Linked DNA regions of Anas platyrhynchos: region 2 is linked to region 1. Evidence: chromatin contacts called from public Hi-C data. All regions are on one chromosome and are shown on one strand. Each heading gives the region's core, a stretch centred on a gene start, on an enhancer-like site or on the middle of the called end of the contact. The rest is flanking DNA. Distances are from core to core; before and after follow the strand shown.

The links. A called contact is a pair of places that touch in the nucleus more often than the background predicts.
Region 2: a contact with region 1 is called in a Hi-C map of skeletal muscle, with 2.5 times the contacts expected there. The contact joins the promoter of GNPDA1 here to the enhancer-like site in region 1. A contact is called at or near these places in 2 of 8 Hi-C or Micro-C datasets (skeletal muscle and subcutaneous adipose tissue).

What each region holds. Positions count from the first base shown.
Region 1 is chr14:1,331,994-1,334,969 of IASCAAS_PekinDuck_T2T, forward strand. All of the region lies in intron 1 of FGF1 (fibroblast growth factor 1), which reads left to right. The region is part of intron 2 of LOC106017998 (a long non-coding RNA gene); the gene reads right to left. Among named protein-coding and RNA genes, the nearest start is that of FGF1, 14 kb to the left of the region's middle. Within about 2 kb of position 1,403, at least 2 of the 8 cell types and tissues checked have an H3K27ac peak or open chromatin away from gene starts, as enhancers often do.
Region 2 is chr14:1,437,057-1,440,032 of IASCAAS_PekinDuck_T2T, forward strand. GNPDA1 (glucosamine-6-phosphate deaminase 1) reads left to right here and starts at 1,379. Exons shown (of 6, transcript XM_021274457.4): 1 at 1,379-1,574; 2 at 1,825-1,926. The coding sequence starts at 1,451.

The DNA of each region.
Region 1 (2,976 bases), core at 153-2,652:
ACATCTCAGAATCTCCCAGCTCTTGGGGCCTCGCACCCGGTGCCACAGGGAGCACGCACATGGCCAAGCCCCATGGCTGCAGGCCAGTGGGACATGGGCAGAATTAACCTCCGGGTTCAGCTCTCTTCTTAAGTCCTTTTTTATCTCTAGAAAGCTCATTTCTGACCTGGGAGGTTTTGACATCTGCTACTATTAGATGGGTAAATCCAGATGCCAGATTACACAAAATTCCCATAAAAAACTAAAATTTTCTTGCCAGAAGTATAATAGTAGGGCCTGGAGTGGTACTGTGCATAGAGTACCAACTACACGGTCATAAAAGTATGAGAACAGCAACAGTATTTAGCGAGGAGAGACAATGGGAGTGGAAAATTGTGTTCATTCAGCTTCTCTTGTGGAGTCAAAGGCAGCTGGCGAGCACTGAAGGTGCTCTAAAAATAGCAAAAAACCTTAAAGGAAATACATGAAAATGAAGAAAATTTCCAGCAGGGCTGCTCTGTTAAAGCTATCCATAGATGCACTCAGCCGTGCAGACAGGCAGTAAACAAGGGAAGCACCAGTCTGCTCCTCACCCACGTTGGCTGCGGCGCAGCGCTGCTGAGCTCCTGCTCCGAGCCCGTGGCTGAGGGAGGTTTGCTTCTCGCTTCTCTCCACCGCCAGCCCAGGAGGTTTCTGAGAGCCCTTCGCCTTCAGAGGAAGGTTGAAGAAAAGCTGGATTTCCAGTAAATTACACAATGCCACTGATCTTGATTAATGCTCAGCAAAGCACTGGAGCCTTATCTACCACATCGAATGACTTGAAGGCTTTCATTCAGAGGAAGCATGGCAGGCTATCGGTATTAAATCTGAACTGCTACAAGAAAATCATGATTTCTCAATAGAAAAAAAAAAGTTCTGGGAGCAGAAGGTCTCAGAGGTACCTAATTTCAGCTGCCTGACAACTGTGTCAAAAAAAGATGTCAAAGCTGTACCTTGGGAGCCCACCAGCTGCCCTGGGAGGCCACCAGGATGCATCCAGCTCCTCCTGAGCAGCCCTGGGACACTTCACTGAGCTCAGTGCAGGGCATCAGTGCTAGCACCTTCAGCGTGCCACCTCGCTAGCAGCTTATATCACCATCAGTGAGCATTTCCAAAAATACCAGGCTGTGTCAGATGGGACAGCCGGGGCTTTTGCTTCCAAGCGCACACACTCTGAACGTCCCAGCTCTGAGCCTGACGCTGCTTTTGTTCATTTAAGCAGCAAGGAAACCATGAGAGATGGTTATAAAACTTGGTCTGACTTCTGCAGAGAAAGGTTAATGCTTTTGGCTTCGCAATTAGGGGCAGAGCAGGACTGAGCCTCGGGGAGATGCGCGATACGGGGTGGAGCTGGCCGGCAGCCGGTTTTGTGAACCTGATAAGCACCAAAACAGCTCCCTGGGCACATCAGCAAAGAGCTGGGGAAACGCGCCTGATAAAGCACGGCTCGCTAGGCATTGTTCCAGAAAACATGACTCCTGAAACAAGATCAGAGCAGTCCTGCAGAAAGGGCAGTGGGGAAAAGTTTAAAATAATACGTGGCCGGGCCCCCACGCCCTGACCCTGCTGGCCCCCTGACTTCAGCCCTCCAGCTGCAGCACGGCACCGCGGGCCAGGAGGAGAGGGGCCCGTCGGGAACTGCTCGCTGCCAGCAGGAATCCAGGCCTTGGATGACAGAGAACGCTTCTTCCTTCACGGCTGTTCTCCCCTCCTAGGAAATCTCGCTGTTCTCATAGCGACCCCAAAGGGACGCATCTGAAAGAAAGGGATGGAGTCCGTGATCTAACCAAAGTCGGTGGAAATGGCAGGGCGTGTTTTTAACAACAGCAACAAAGTCTTTATTTCCAAGGTTTTAGTTTTTAGTTCCCAAAACTTTAAAAGAAATGGGCAGTTTCACATATTTTATTTATTTTATTTATTTTTTTTATTTATTTTTTTTTTTTTTTTATCTCCTGCAGACTTTGGGGATCCACTTGGAGGCACAGTTTCCCCTCCTTGCAGCTGCATTTGCAAAGTTAAATAGTTAGGAGCTTACAGCCAAACGTTTGGGGGTTATGCACACACACAGAGCCATCCGTTTCTCAGTGTCTGTGTACTGCCATGGGTTACACTCCCAGTTATCTCCCAGGTCACTGGGAAACACACACTGTGATACCAGCTCAACCCTAATTCTACAGTAACACAACGCCGTGCCAAATAGATGCTTTCACAATCTGTATGCAACATAAATACACAAAAACAGTGAGCATATAACGATTCCCATATATAGCTATGGGAATAAGTAGCATTTAAAGTCATTTCCTCTCTCTAGGTTTATCCTCTGCCCTGTCTTTTTCTGTTCATAAATCCACTTCTCTATAAGCACTAGGCACTGTTGCACATGAGGGTCAGCCTATTCGAGGCAGATTTTAAACACAGTTTCTAGGCCAGGCACCGGACTTTGTTTCAGTTGGGATACAAGGGTGCACCAGCATGATATAAGCTCATTATATCCTCAAAGTTCATTTTTTTCACATGCATTTGATCACCCACATTTGTGTGGGTGTACCTCCCGCTCACTGCCCAGGCAATGAAATCCTCCTGTGCCCTCGTTTATCACCCACAACATCGACATTTTGGTCTGGCTCTAAGCACGGCTGTGCCTCAGCCAGGTGAGGTACACAACGCCAAGACAGGAAGAAAAAAGTTTGCTTATCTAGCAGCCTGCGTGCAGTCCCAGCCATAATCATGACTGAGGTATAATAGTGGCGAGAGTTATTAGCCTGGGCTTCCTGCCTCCCGCGGGCTCCAATCAGACACTGGGTGTTTTCAGCCTTTTTCTCGAGTGTGTAATTTTAGTGCGTACGTCAATAGCAAGCAGAAAGAAAACAGCACTCGCTGCGACACAATTAAAAGGCCCCCGGCCCTGCCGCCGATGAGCAGACGACCACCAGCCCTCCCACTGCGGGGAGCATCACC
Region 2 (2,976 bases), core at 129-2,628, 110 kb after region 1:
GTGCACTGCTCCTGTCAAAGCCTTTTGCAAAGGAGATCAAAACGAGAGCCAAGACCTTTCACAATTCACAGAGCCCCATCACACTCGAATTTAAAGCAGACACCTTCGCAAAGTCCAGCGCTGACCCTGGGCCTGTGTTGGCAGCATGTCAGGGCAAGGCTGAGCCTCAAACGCAGCAGCTCTCTGTAGCTGAGGGGTGCAAAGTGCAGTAACAGAAGGCTGTGCAGGTAGGTGGCAGGGAGCCTGAGCTGTCCGTGGCTGTTCTGAGCACAGCAAACCTGGCAGCCCGCAAATCACCGCAGAGGGGCATGCGGATGCTGCCCTGCAGCTTGTTGCTTTGGGAAATGGTCTTTCCTGCACTCTGCACCTCCATATTTGCCTTCCTTTTGTGGGGGTGATGCCTGGAGAACAGCAGACACAGGATGAGAAGTGTTCAGACATCAGCCAGGTCCCCGCTGTCCCTCAGCTCAGCACAGCTCTGCCTGGCTCCAACCTGTGCTGCTGAAACCACGGGAGCTGTAACTGCTGCCGGTGTCTGCGGGACTGACGGGTGTATCACACCGATATGATGCCAGAGGGAAAAGAGGGAAAGTCCTTTCACACAGAGCCAAAGGCGAGGCAACAGCCTGTAAAGAACCCCGGGCTGTCCAGCATGGTGGGCACATGGAGGAGCCTCTGCTGTCAGCTCTTTGCCCAGCACTGCAGCCACGGAAATACCTCCCTGCCTGCCGGGTAACCACTGCTGATGGAAACACACTGCACTTTCCATTTATTTAGTCTCTGTGGCCTAAAACTCTTCCCAAGTCCGACCGCAGGGTCTGGCAGTGGCCTGTCACACCCACTGTTCCCCAGCCAAGCACAAACCAAGCCAGCAGCTCTCAGCACTCACGGCGAGATAACATCAGGAGCACTCAGCCTTGCCAGGTCATTTACATTTTTTAAAAGGAAGGAACTGCATGGACTGGGTCCTAGGAAGGCAATTTGTATATTATTCCTTTTTCCTAATGGAAGTGAAGTGCTGCCTAACTGTGAGGAGCTTTGTGTTCCCTAAGGGACCTCTTCACTCTCACCCAGGCTGCACGGTGAGCTCGGGCACAGGTTGAAGGGAGCTGGAGCAGCAAAAAAAGGCCTTTTTGGGACACCAGCACCGTCAGGAGCAGCACAAACACAGGTCAAAAAAAGCAGCTCAATATCAGCACGGCGCCTGGGCAGCTCGGAGCCACTCAGCAGGGATGCGGGGCTGCACCCACAGCCCCAAAACAGCACCGAGGTGCCCTGAAGCAGCTCCCTGCGATGTACTCCCAGGACAGAGGAACGAGAGGCGCTGCCCCCAGCCTTGTGGCACTGCCCTGGGGCTTGCTGAGGCCGGCCCCAGCCCGGCCCCGGGCGCCCAGCGCCGCCCGCTGAGGCGGGGCGGGCGCTAAGATGGCGGCGTAGCGGCGGGGCCGCCATGAAGCTGATCATCCAGGAGACGTACGCGGAGGCCAGCGAGTGGGCGGCCAAATACATCCGCAACCGCATCGTGCAATTCGCGCCCGGCCCCGGCCGCTGCTTCACGCTCGGGCTGCCCACAGGTAGGGCTGACGGGCTGTCCGACTGACTGACTGACTGATGTCTCTGTGTCTGACTGACTGACTGTCTGTGTGTCTGACTGACTGACTGATTGATGTCTGACTGACTGACTGACTGACTGATGTCTGTGTGTCTGACTGACTGACTGATGTCTGTGTGTCTGACTGACTGACTGATGTCTGTGTGTCTGACTGACTGACTGATGTCTGTGTGTCTGACTGACTGACTGTCTGTGTGTCTGTCCGCCCGCAGGCAGCACGCCGCTGGGATGCTACCAGAAGCTGGTGGAGTACCACAAGAATGGGGACCTGTCCTTCAAGTACGTGAAGACCTTCAACATGGACGAGTACGTGGGTGAGTGGCGCAGGGAGCAGCCCAGCCGCTGCCCCTCTCAAAACCTGCAGCTCCTTTGGGTGGCCGAAGTGCTGGGTTTCACTGTTTTGCTCATAATTACCGATCTATCTGTGATCCCTCAAAGCCTCGTTAATTAGGCGCTGCTGCCAGCCCCTTGGAGCGGTGTGCATGCTGCTGCCTGCACTCACAAAGCTCCCCGTAGTTACTGTGCATTCGGAGCATCCCAGCTGCAAAGGGTTTAAGGGAGAAAGGATAAAACTTGTGTTACCACAGGGAGTTAGCAGGGACAATCTGAAAACCTCTATAAGAAATATTAGAGTATCAGGTGTTGCCTGAGCCCACACACATTAGAGCCCGCTGTGTTTTACCTGAACTTAGGTAGTGACCAAGTACAGATCCATTTTATCGCATTTTAACCTGAGATAATGTGCGTTATTAACTGCCACCTTTGTACCTGGATTATTGGGGTCACTTCAGCTGCAAGTCCCATAGAGGGCTGATGCGTTGTTACCCATCAGAGTGACCTTCAGGAACAGATACAGGTGCTTGTGGAGACTGCAGAGGAGTGTTGAATTTTGAAGCTGTGATGAAATAGCCTCTTCAGAAAAAAGAGTGCAGAGAGATTAGTGGAGAAGGCCTGGAGATCCAAAGGTGACAAACGTACAGGCTAATTATTTGCTAACTTCATGCTGGTCAAGCAGTTTTCTTGTGAATGATCATTATCAAGCAGCACCAGGGAGTAGACAGTTCTGCAGATTTGTAACACTGAAGGGGAAAAATATACGCAATAAATTATTTCCCAGGCTTGTACACAGTTTTGAAATTGTTCTTGCTAATATGAACTGGGAGGAAGACTGAACAGGCAGCAACAGACGAGGCACAGTGCGTGCCTGCTTTTCTGGAACATCCATCACATGTTAATATGAGGACATGCCTTATAGCAGCTATTGTGACAGACTTAATTTTGTTATTTGGGGAAGTAAAACGACTTTGGAAAGTTGAGGAAGTCACATAGGACAGATGAAGAAAACAGTGCTGTATTACCAGAGC